2 separate regions of the Sus scrofa genome follow, and region 2 is linked to region 1. The links are chromatin contacts, called in public Hi-C maps. All regions are on one chromosome and are shown on one strand. Each heading gives the region's core, a stretch centred on a gene start, on an enhancer-like site or on the middle of the called end of the contact. The rest is flanking DNA. Distances are from core to core; before and after follow the strand shown.

Evidence for each region. Hi-C and Micro-C count contacts between places; a contact is called where the count stands out from the background.
Region 2: a contact with region 1 is called in a Hi-C map of fetal skeletal muscle, with 3 times the contacts expected there. The contact joins the enhancer-like site here to the promoter of TMTC2 in region 1. A contact is called at or near these places in 5 of 47 Hi-C or Micro-C datasets (embryonic fibroblasts, epiblast stem cells, fetal heart ventricle and 2 more) and 1 of 2 datasets of contacts at active chromatin or transcription factors (skeletal muscle).

The regions. Positions count from the first base shown.
Region 1 is chr5:99,083,969-99,088,692 of Sscrofa11.1, reverse strand. TMTC2 (transmembrane and TPR repeat-containing protein 2) reads left to right here and starts at 3,450. Exons shown (of 13, transcript XM_021093031.1): 1 at 3,450-3,902. The coding sequence starts at 3,820.
Region 2 is chr5:99,215,635-99,219,826 of Sscrofa11.1, reverse strand. It overlaps METTL25 (methyltransferase-like protein 25), which reads left to right. Exons shown (of 14, transcript XR_002344285.1): 14 at 1-3,192. Among named protein-coding and RNA genes, the nearest start is that of TMTC2, 130 kb to the right of the region's middle. Within about 2 kb of position 2,081, at least 9 of the 83 cell types and tissues checked have an H3K27ac peak or open chromatin away from gene starts, as enhancers often do. A contact at or near this core is called in fetal skeletal muscle and skeletal muscle, where this site is marked.

The DNA of each region.
Region 1 (4,724 bases), core at 2,201-4,700:
TGCTGAAATCTTCATCTTGTCCTGCTTTACTTTACCCCATCTTCCTGCTTGAAAAACAGTCTCAGTGCTGGTGAATGACTTAAGCTTAAGAACAAAGACCTAAAGGCACACGTTATTCATAGGGTCAGCTGAGGACAGAATGCGTCAGTTGATCTAGGCACACCGCACCTGTGCAGACTGGCACGCCGTTGGCACAGCATGATATGTCCTCTTATTCTTAAGAGGAAGAGGAACCTCGTGGCCCCAGGGGGTTTATGAGTGGTTGTTAGCAGGGTTTGCATCAGCAAGGAGAACGAGGTGCAAACCTAGGCACGCAGGGTTGCTGAAGATAGGCATGCCTTTTGCAGAAGCACAATGGTGAGCCCCTAGATGCCAAGCATAGGAAGCCCAACTTCCTCAAATGCTAATGATTGTTAAATGCCTAAAGGTCAGAATAAAAGCTTAGCCATCTACCAGCTATGTGATTTTTAAAATAATAAAAAAATTATATCTTGCACCTACAGCCCCCTCCTCACTTGACATAATCCTAAGGTGCACAGTCAAAGCAGAGTGGTTTCTTGAGGCCACCCTCTTGGTCCCTGAGACCTTGGGTCCCCCAGTTTCCACCTTTGATTGAGATAAATGTCTTTACATCTTGTTTTATGTTAACTTTTTTCTTGAGTTTCTCAGCACCCATTCTTCAGCCCTCACCTGCTGAGCTGGTCTCAGCATACCTGTCCAGATGTTTATAGGTGTGGGGTATCATATGGAAAACCATCCTGATAAGTTCCCCACCCTCTTGGAGCTGCTATTCTGGTGGTGATGGTAGATTCTAAGGCAGACTATTAGGAAAATAATGCGGCCTGATGGGCTAGAGATTGCTGGGAAGGGAGGCTCCTTTATAAAGTGTGGGCTGGGGAAGTTTTCTAGGTGATGGCATTTGAACTAAGGTATGAATGCTGAGAAGGAGCTGGAGAAGGTAGGGTGAGAAAGCATTTTGTGCAGGGGTGGGGGTGGGTGGGGTGGGGGAGTGTAAATTCTGGAGGAGCAGATGTCTGTCTTGCTGGAGAACAGTGAGATGGGAGAGAGGCAGTCAGGGCCAAATGAAGGGTGGCCGTGTAAGGATTTGAGTATAGTCAAATTATTTGATAATAATCGAGGTATAACAGGATGGCACCGAACATTTTTTAGCAGGGATATTGTAGGGTTTCTAAAGAATCTGTCTAAGACCTTAAGTTATGACTGGGGAAGGGTGGAAATTGCAAGAGAAGCCTAGAAACCCCTTAGAGGGCTTCCGCTTTGGTCCACACAGGAGACAGGAGTAGCTTGGACTCGGATTGGAGCAGTGTGGATGGGATGGGTTAGTTTTGGAGGTAAACATCTAGGTTTTAGTTAACAACCTAAAGGGTAAGGTGAAGTTGAAGATAATAATAATAGCAGCACCTAACGCTTCTGTTGCCATGAGGACCCTTCTGGGTGCTTTACGTATGTTAGCTACTTTCATCTTCATAGTAACAGCATGCGTGGATAGGTATTGTCAGCATCCCTGTTTTATAGGTGAGAAAACTGAGGTGCAAAAAGGTTAAGTGACTGGCAGCAGAGTGGGGACTCAAAGTCAGGAACGGGATTCTAGAGAGGGTCCCTTCCTCCAGTGTCTTAGGATCCAGGATCAAGATGTAAGTGCAGTGGAGGGAAACGGGAACTTGGGCTGGTTGACAGGATTTTAAAAACGTTTTTGACAGTGAGCAGAGATTATGCGGTTTAAAAAAGCCAAAGATCATCCCTGCCTTTAATGATACAATTTCTTCGTATGTGCGTTTCTGTTTGTTTTTCCCAGGGCACAAAACTGGGCCACAGTGCAATGGTACAATAAATATTCATCATTTCATCTGCACACATAGATGTCCTTGTGAAACCAGGACAAGGTGGAGCTTTGTTTTGCAGACACCCAGATCACGGGATTTGCTTTTCAGCCACTGCCACACATCCAGGGGACTCAATTTCTTACCGCCGATTTGGAGAGTTTGCTAGTTACGGGCTGCCTCTGGAGCAGTGACAGCTGTGTTTTGGGGGAGTCGGCGCCCTCGCAGGCCTGTTTTCCATGCATCGCGGCTTCCAGGCAGCAGGGGGCGCTGCAGTAGTGTTCATCGTGGTCCAAGGGATCCACAGGTCCAGCCAGAAGGCGGCCGCGCCGGGAGGTGTGGCAGGCAGCCCACGGTCCTCTTTGGTCTTGCAACTTTAGGACCCAGGGCCCGTTCCACACAGACCATTCTTCTACTCATTTCATCATGCTGGACGCCTTCCATCTAGTCCTGAGTCCAGGCGGCAAGGAAAGGGCATTAAGTTCCCACCTTCTCGGGTTCAAGGAGAGCGCAGTACGGGGCTGCAGAGGCGTTTCTTCTCTGTGTTCTCGGGGTTAACCTGACAATCCCCTCGAAACCGCAGGAAGCCCTCGCAACTGTGGGGTGCGTTTTGCGTGTGCGCGCGAGTCTGTCTTTCCTCTCTGGGGGTCCTTTCTTTTCCACCTGCCTGCGGGAACAATTCCCTCCCCAGACGTCTTTCCGTTGACCTTCGGGACAACGGTAGGCTCGGAGGTGAAATTTCTCGCTCCTGAGATGCCCTCCAGCTCTCCGCCCCCACCCCCACCCCATTTCGGCTCCCGCACAGTGAGGGTGTGTTGGTGGCCACCGAGGTTAGAGCACTCGCCAAACCTGTTCTTCCTCTCCCGGGCTCCAGAAGTCTCCCCGGCGGACCGGACTTACGCCTGGCAGAGCTTGGCACACACAGAGCTGGGGTTGAGATTCGGCGGGTGCCAGGCGCCGCCAGGCAGCGGCAGGGCGAGCGAGCGACGGCGTCCTCCTCGGTCTCTCGTCTGCTCTGGCGCCCCCGCCCAGGGCGCCCTCCAGCTGCCGCTCGGCGTTGTTTGCCAGCGGTTGCCCTTGGGTCCCCGGGGCTGCCCAGAGTGAAATCTAAGGTGAACGCCACAAGGGGAGGGCGGGCGATGGGGAGGAGGAGCCTCCGGCCGCGGCGGGGGGGGCGGGGGGAGGTGGGAGGAGCCTCCAGCCCAGGGGGTGATGTGGGCGGAACCCTGTGGGCGGATCTGGGTGGAGACCGCGGCTGAACGAACCCGGGATGGAGGGTTGGCCACGCAGGCGCGGGGGGCAGCGCCGAGAACCCCACGCGGGAGCTTCGGGAGTCTCCAGCCACCCCTTCTCACTTCACTGGAGAAGGGGCTGCGGCCGGGAGGGACCTATTAAAGAGTGAATGAGCTGCAGCCGCCGTGGCGGCCAGAGTCTGCCCAAGCGGCCCCGGAGCTGTGCGCCCGGGAGGCGGCGAGGGGAGGCGGTTCGCCTTGTCCCTCCCACCCGCCCTTCTCGCGCTCTCTTCCTCCAGCAGGTCCCAGAGCCCGGCTCGGTCCGGTCCCTCTGCCCCCATCCCGCACTCTTCCACCTCCTCCGAGACCCAGTCCTCACCTAGGGCGCCCCGCACGGCCATGGGTTAGGGCGGGGGCGCGAGCCGCGCAAAGGACCAGCCCTGTGCATCCGCCGGGGGGCGCGGAGCCCGAACGCCGCTCGCCGCTCGCCGGCGCCAGGCATGGGGAGCGCGGCGTGAGCCCGCACCCGGGGAAGACGGAGGAGCTGCGGAGACGGGCGCGAGGAGGAGGAGGAGCAGGAGAGCGGTGGATCGGAAGGACCCGAGGGAGGAAGGGAGGGACTGCAAGCGAGGGAAAAGTGAAGCTGGGAGGAGAAGGCGGCGGAAGGTGGGGATTGATGCTTCTGTTTTTTGTTGCCGCTGCTGCCCTCGCGCTGGGAGCCGAGCCGGAGGGAAGGCAGTGGAGAGATGATTGCAGAGTTGGTGAGCAGCGCTCTGGGGCTCGCCTTGTATCTCAACACCCTGAGTGCGGATTTCTGCTATGATGACAGGTAAGGGGGTGAGAGCGACTCCGCGGAGGCTCTGAAGCTGCCCGCTTGAAGGCTCGGAGTGGGTTTTGGAGGAACTAGTGCAGCACCTGAAGGTTTGGGAGACGCGTAAACACCCACACCTCCAGCAAACCCTGGGGACGCGGGCGCCCTGGGCGGGCTCAGGGAGTTTGGGTTCCTAGGTTGCCGCACGGGAGGTTCCTCTCCCGTGCTTCCCGGCTGGTGGCAGGCGCTTAAGTTTCTTAGCGGAAATCGCAGCAATTGGGGAAACTGTTTAATGAACTATTTTAAAAAAATTCGTAGATGTTCCTTGGTGCAACAAAAGCACCTTGAGCGATTTTACGTCCGTCCTGGAAGGAAGCTGTTTCCCGCCCCCTAATAGATCTTCCCTGTAACGTTTCCTTTTATTGATGGGACGCTTTTATTTACCGAGGTTAAAACACGCTTGACAGTTGCCAAAATAGTGGAGAGCTCGCCCTCTGCTTCAACTTTCCCTTTTGACGTAGGGTGTACTTTACTTTGAGCCAGGATACTGCTGCTGCTCGTCTCTCCGGCTCCCCTGCCTCCCTCACCAATCGATGGAGTAGCCCTTGCTAAAAGCCTGGGCTTTCATTTCTGCTGGGGAGTTTTACACGAGACCTTAGCGATTCTTTTGTGCTAATTGGGGAAGAAGACGCCCCTAGAGACTCCAGTTGTCTTCTGCATTTGGGTTAGTTTGGGTGGCTAATGAGACCTGAACTGTGTTGTCAGAGAAACTGAATCGATTTCTGGAAAATGTCAACCGTGGTGCTCGTGCCTCTACCTATTTAAACGTTGTTAGTGTTT
Region 2 (4,192 bases), core at 832-3,331, 130 kb before region 1:
GCCACGGATTTAGTGACAAAATAACCTCATTTTTGACTCTTTCTCTCCTTTTTGTCCTGCTCAGAGGGCTTTTCCCTATTTGGATAATGTCTTGGCCCAGCCTACGACTTTACAATTTATATTTAGTTAATAGTCCTACAGGCACTTCAAGTCACAAATGCAACCTAATGTCTAATCTGAAACATCTAGGAGTTCCTGCCGTGGCACAGTGGGTTAAGGATCCAGTGTTACTGCCGTTTCAGCGTAGGTCACAGCTGTGGCTCACATTCAGTCCTTGGCGCGGGAACTCCCCTATGCTGTCGGTGTAGCAAAAAATAATAATAATGATTAAAAAATCTGTTATTGTGTTCTGATCGAGTTTAACGTTGATTTAAAGTGAAAACTGCCTTCGTGACCCCATTGGTCGCTCCGCCTTTGGTTGGTTACATGCAGCGCAAAAGGGCTCAGGGAAGAGGAAGAGAAGCCAGGGGAAGTTTGGGGAGGTGGCAGCAGGTTCTCAGGAGGTCGTGGGGGTCGGGCTGATACTGACAGCCCCCCTCGGGAACCTTTCCGTCTCTTCGGACGCCATCCCAGGTCCCTCCGCTTCAGCTCACTTAGCACAGGCGGGGGCCTGGTTTCCGCTGAGCCCCCTCCATCCTTGCCTCGGTCCCTGCCCCAGCCACGGAGAGTCACACGTGCCTGCCATCCCCTTTCCCTGGCAGACCGTGCACTCTAGCCGGATCCCTTTAAAGATAACCACAGGCTGACGTCACAGCCACAATATCTGCAGTTGGTCCCCAGGGTCTCTACACCTTTAACGCGCTGTAGGGCAGGTGCGGTCACTTCCCAGCGTCAGCTCATGGCTTGGTTGTCATCAGTGGCTCTCACTTTCTCAGGCATGAGGTGGACAGAGTCCACGGGGCCCAGGAACTCCTATCCTACTGAGTGGTTCCACGAGGCCCATCTCACCAGGCCAGGCTTTGGAGATGGCACCACCACACCCCTCCCCCTGGAGGAAGTAAGAATTCAGCTTCTCACCTAAAATGTCTCCTGGCAAATCCTTTCAAAATGCCAGCCCTTCTGTTTTCTTCCTCCTGATGCTCTGAGTAAATGACCCACATGTAAGGACTCATAAGCTCAATGGACTCATGTGTTTTCATATTTTTTCATTTTGAAGATGTACTATGTCAGTGGCTACTATACCCTGGTGCCTTGATCAAAAATTTTAGTTAAACATTCCTGTTACTCATTTAGATCCCTCAACAAACCCATTCAATGAAACTCAATATCCGCATTTTGTGGAGGGGAAAAACCGAGGCATAGAGAGATTAAATAATTTGTCCGGACCATGCTTGTACAGTTTATAAACTGGAGACTGGATATAAATCCAGAAGCTGTCATCCACGTGTCCACTGCGCTGTTTGGGGTTAGTCAGTTTCGTCGTAAAGCAGAATCTGTCTACACGGGCCATTTTCCTTGTGGGAGCAGGGGTGGGGGGTGGGAGTTGCGGAGCGTTTGGAACCAAACCTCAATTTCTCATCATTGTGCTTCAGTCAATAGCTGCTGAAAAGCTCTCCTTTGTGGACCAGTACATCCTGATGCATGGGGACAAAGAGCAGCTGCATGTGCATATGTTTTGGCCAACTTAGTTGTTGGATTTATATGACAAAGGCTCACAATAAACATTTATTGAGCCCTTGCTAAGTGCACTTACCCAGATTCTTCCATTCCTTCCTCATCACTCAAGGGTAGTCTTTTTCCAGTTTTAGAGACGAAGAAAGAGACCCAAGGAAAAGTGCTGGGAGGAAACCTGGAAGACAGAAGACCAGCCCCCTTGTCCCTGTCCCAGCTCGCACGAGCACTCAGGAGGCTGGCCCAGGGCCACAGCTCCTTCGGGCTGTGTGTCTCCTCATCTGTCAGATGGGAAGAATGACATTTATCCTGTTTGCTTGGCAGGATCCTTGTGGGGTTAAATGAGGCAGTGGATAGGGGAGAGCTTTTAAAACTCTTGAAATCCTGTCCACATTCAGAGACTCGTTCTGGCTTTGTTATTCCCACCCCACCGAGGCAGCTGCTGTAGGTCAAGTTGCAAGGCCATCCTCTGCCGAGTGTCACGTGACAAGGACCTCAGAGATGCTGTCCCACACGCAGGGCAGGGGAGAGGCTGTGTCCTGAACACCATTTAAACAGAAGGAAAGGAAACATAATTAAAACCAAACAAAAGCCACGAAAATAGTGTCTCACTATGGCTGAGCAAGGGCCAAATAGAGAAACCTTGAGGATACTTTCATTGCTCTTGAGAACTATTATAGGGCTGGAAAATGAGAGCCAGGTGGAGGGAAAGGGAGTAAGGCCACAAAAGACTAGCAGAGAGAGAAAAGAAGCACAGACGCACAAATTTGGGGAAAGTGAGCATGACAGTACAGAAAAGTGTTTTTAAATCCGCTCAGAAACTGACCAGAGATTCTAAGATATGACTGGATGTTTGCAAAACACAACAGCTGCTGCATTCCACAGTCTAGAAGGGAAATAATGGAAACTTTCTTTTCTTTTTTCCAACAAGACATAACAAAAGCAGGGCTGATGTAATTAATGAAAAAAAGATGGCTGTTTGAAAGAGGGAGGGCGCTGAACAACAGAATGGAATGGAAATGAGGCCCACATTTAGGGACAATTCATTATTTATCTGCTGTTCTTTCTGTGCACACCAGGTCCTGCTAATATTTCTCCCTCCAGTGAGACTACCAAACCATGTTGGTTAGCAGTACAAGCATACGTAGTTAGACGCTACGATGTAAGCAGAGGGTGGCTGGAGTTATTCCTTGAATATCAATTAGCATAGTCCATCCAACTTGAAGACTCTTACAACTGAATACTTCAACTTAATGGATCTGTTTTCAAATTCCCTTTAATGGCCCTTCTGTGACCATAATATCTGCTTTTCCAGACATCCTAAGTAGAAACCATTATGGACAATGTATGTAAAATCCCCCAAGGAGAGCATATGGAGGAGAGACTGTAGATTGCCAAATTTAGCAGCTCTGGAGAGAGTGTTTTTGAATTAAACTTGAGTCCATAGGGATTACAGTTCATTTATGACTGGCAAAACATATCTTCCCAATGCTGAAAGATAAATCCCACTGATACACATGTGGATTTCACAAGTGGTTCTCAAAAACTATAAGACCAAAAAAAAAAAAAAAATCCTTCCCTCAAAATGCAGAAGTTCTATAATATTTTGGTATTATAATAAATCGCATGTTATTTTGACCGTATTCTTACTGTCAAGTCGGGGATTGCGTGAGTGCTGTGCCAACTCTGACCTGAGCCAATTCCGTTCAGAAATGTCATCGCTGAGATGTTAAGGTGAGATGTTTTGAAGAACCGAAGGATGGGCAAGGTCGTGACTGGAGTCAGTCTTTGGTCTTTTAAAATAAGTAAAATTTCAAAAGTTTGGGAAGTGGGAAACCAGAGCATGGTCAATTTTTTTCTTTTGCCAAATAAGATCAGTTTTAATTTTATTTTTATTAATCTTAATTTTGTTCCATTATCCTCTTTTTCATAAGCAAAGATAATTGATAGCACAAAGTTTAAAATGCAGTTCTGTAATGTACTTACCTTCGTGAAAAATCGTCTTGGTTTTTCTTGGTTCTGATGTTTTCATGGTGACCCAGGGAAAATAGTGTGGCAAACCAGAGCTGGTCTGCGGACACACATGGAAAACCACTAGCCTGATTCAGTTCATTATCGTGTCAGTTCTCTACCCCAAGCAACCATTAAGATCTTATTCAGAAACTTCCAACATCTAACTAGAAAGCAAACTCCTGTAATTTAGGACAAAGTGATTAAATTTTCTAGCGAATGCTTGCATTTATTGGAGAGTGGTGTCTTATTCTGTACCCATTCAGTAAATTCCTTGGAATACAATTTCTTTATTTTTTAATTTCCATTTTTAAGGACCTGATATAGCTAGGATTTTACCCATTTTTGAAGAGTTTCTAGCAAAAACTATCATCTTGTCTTGAAATAGTAGTAAACCTCTAACTTAAATGCACACATTCTTCTTATTTTTAGCTTTCCTTTTTTCATCCTGAATAAGAAAGCTCTTTTAATACTTTTTTTACAGGTTAAATAAAACCATGAACTCCCAAGAAACTAGTAAGATTGCTTGCGTTTTGGCATTATCTTGTGTTTGTATTGGATATCTAAGAAT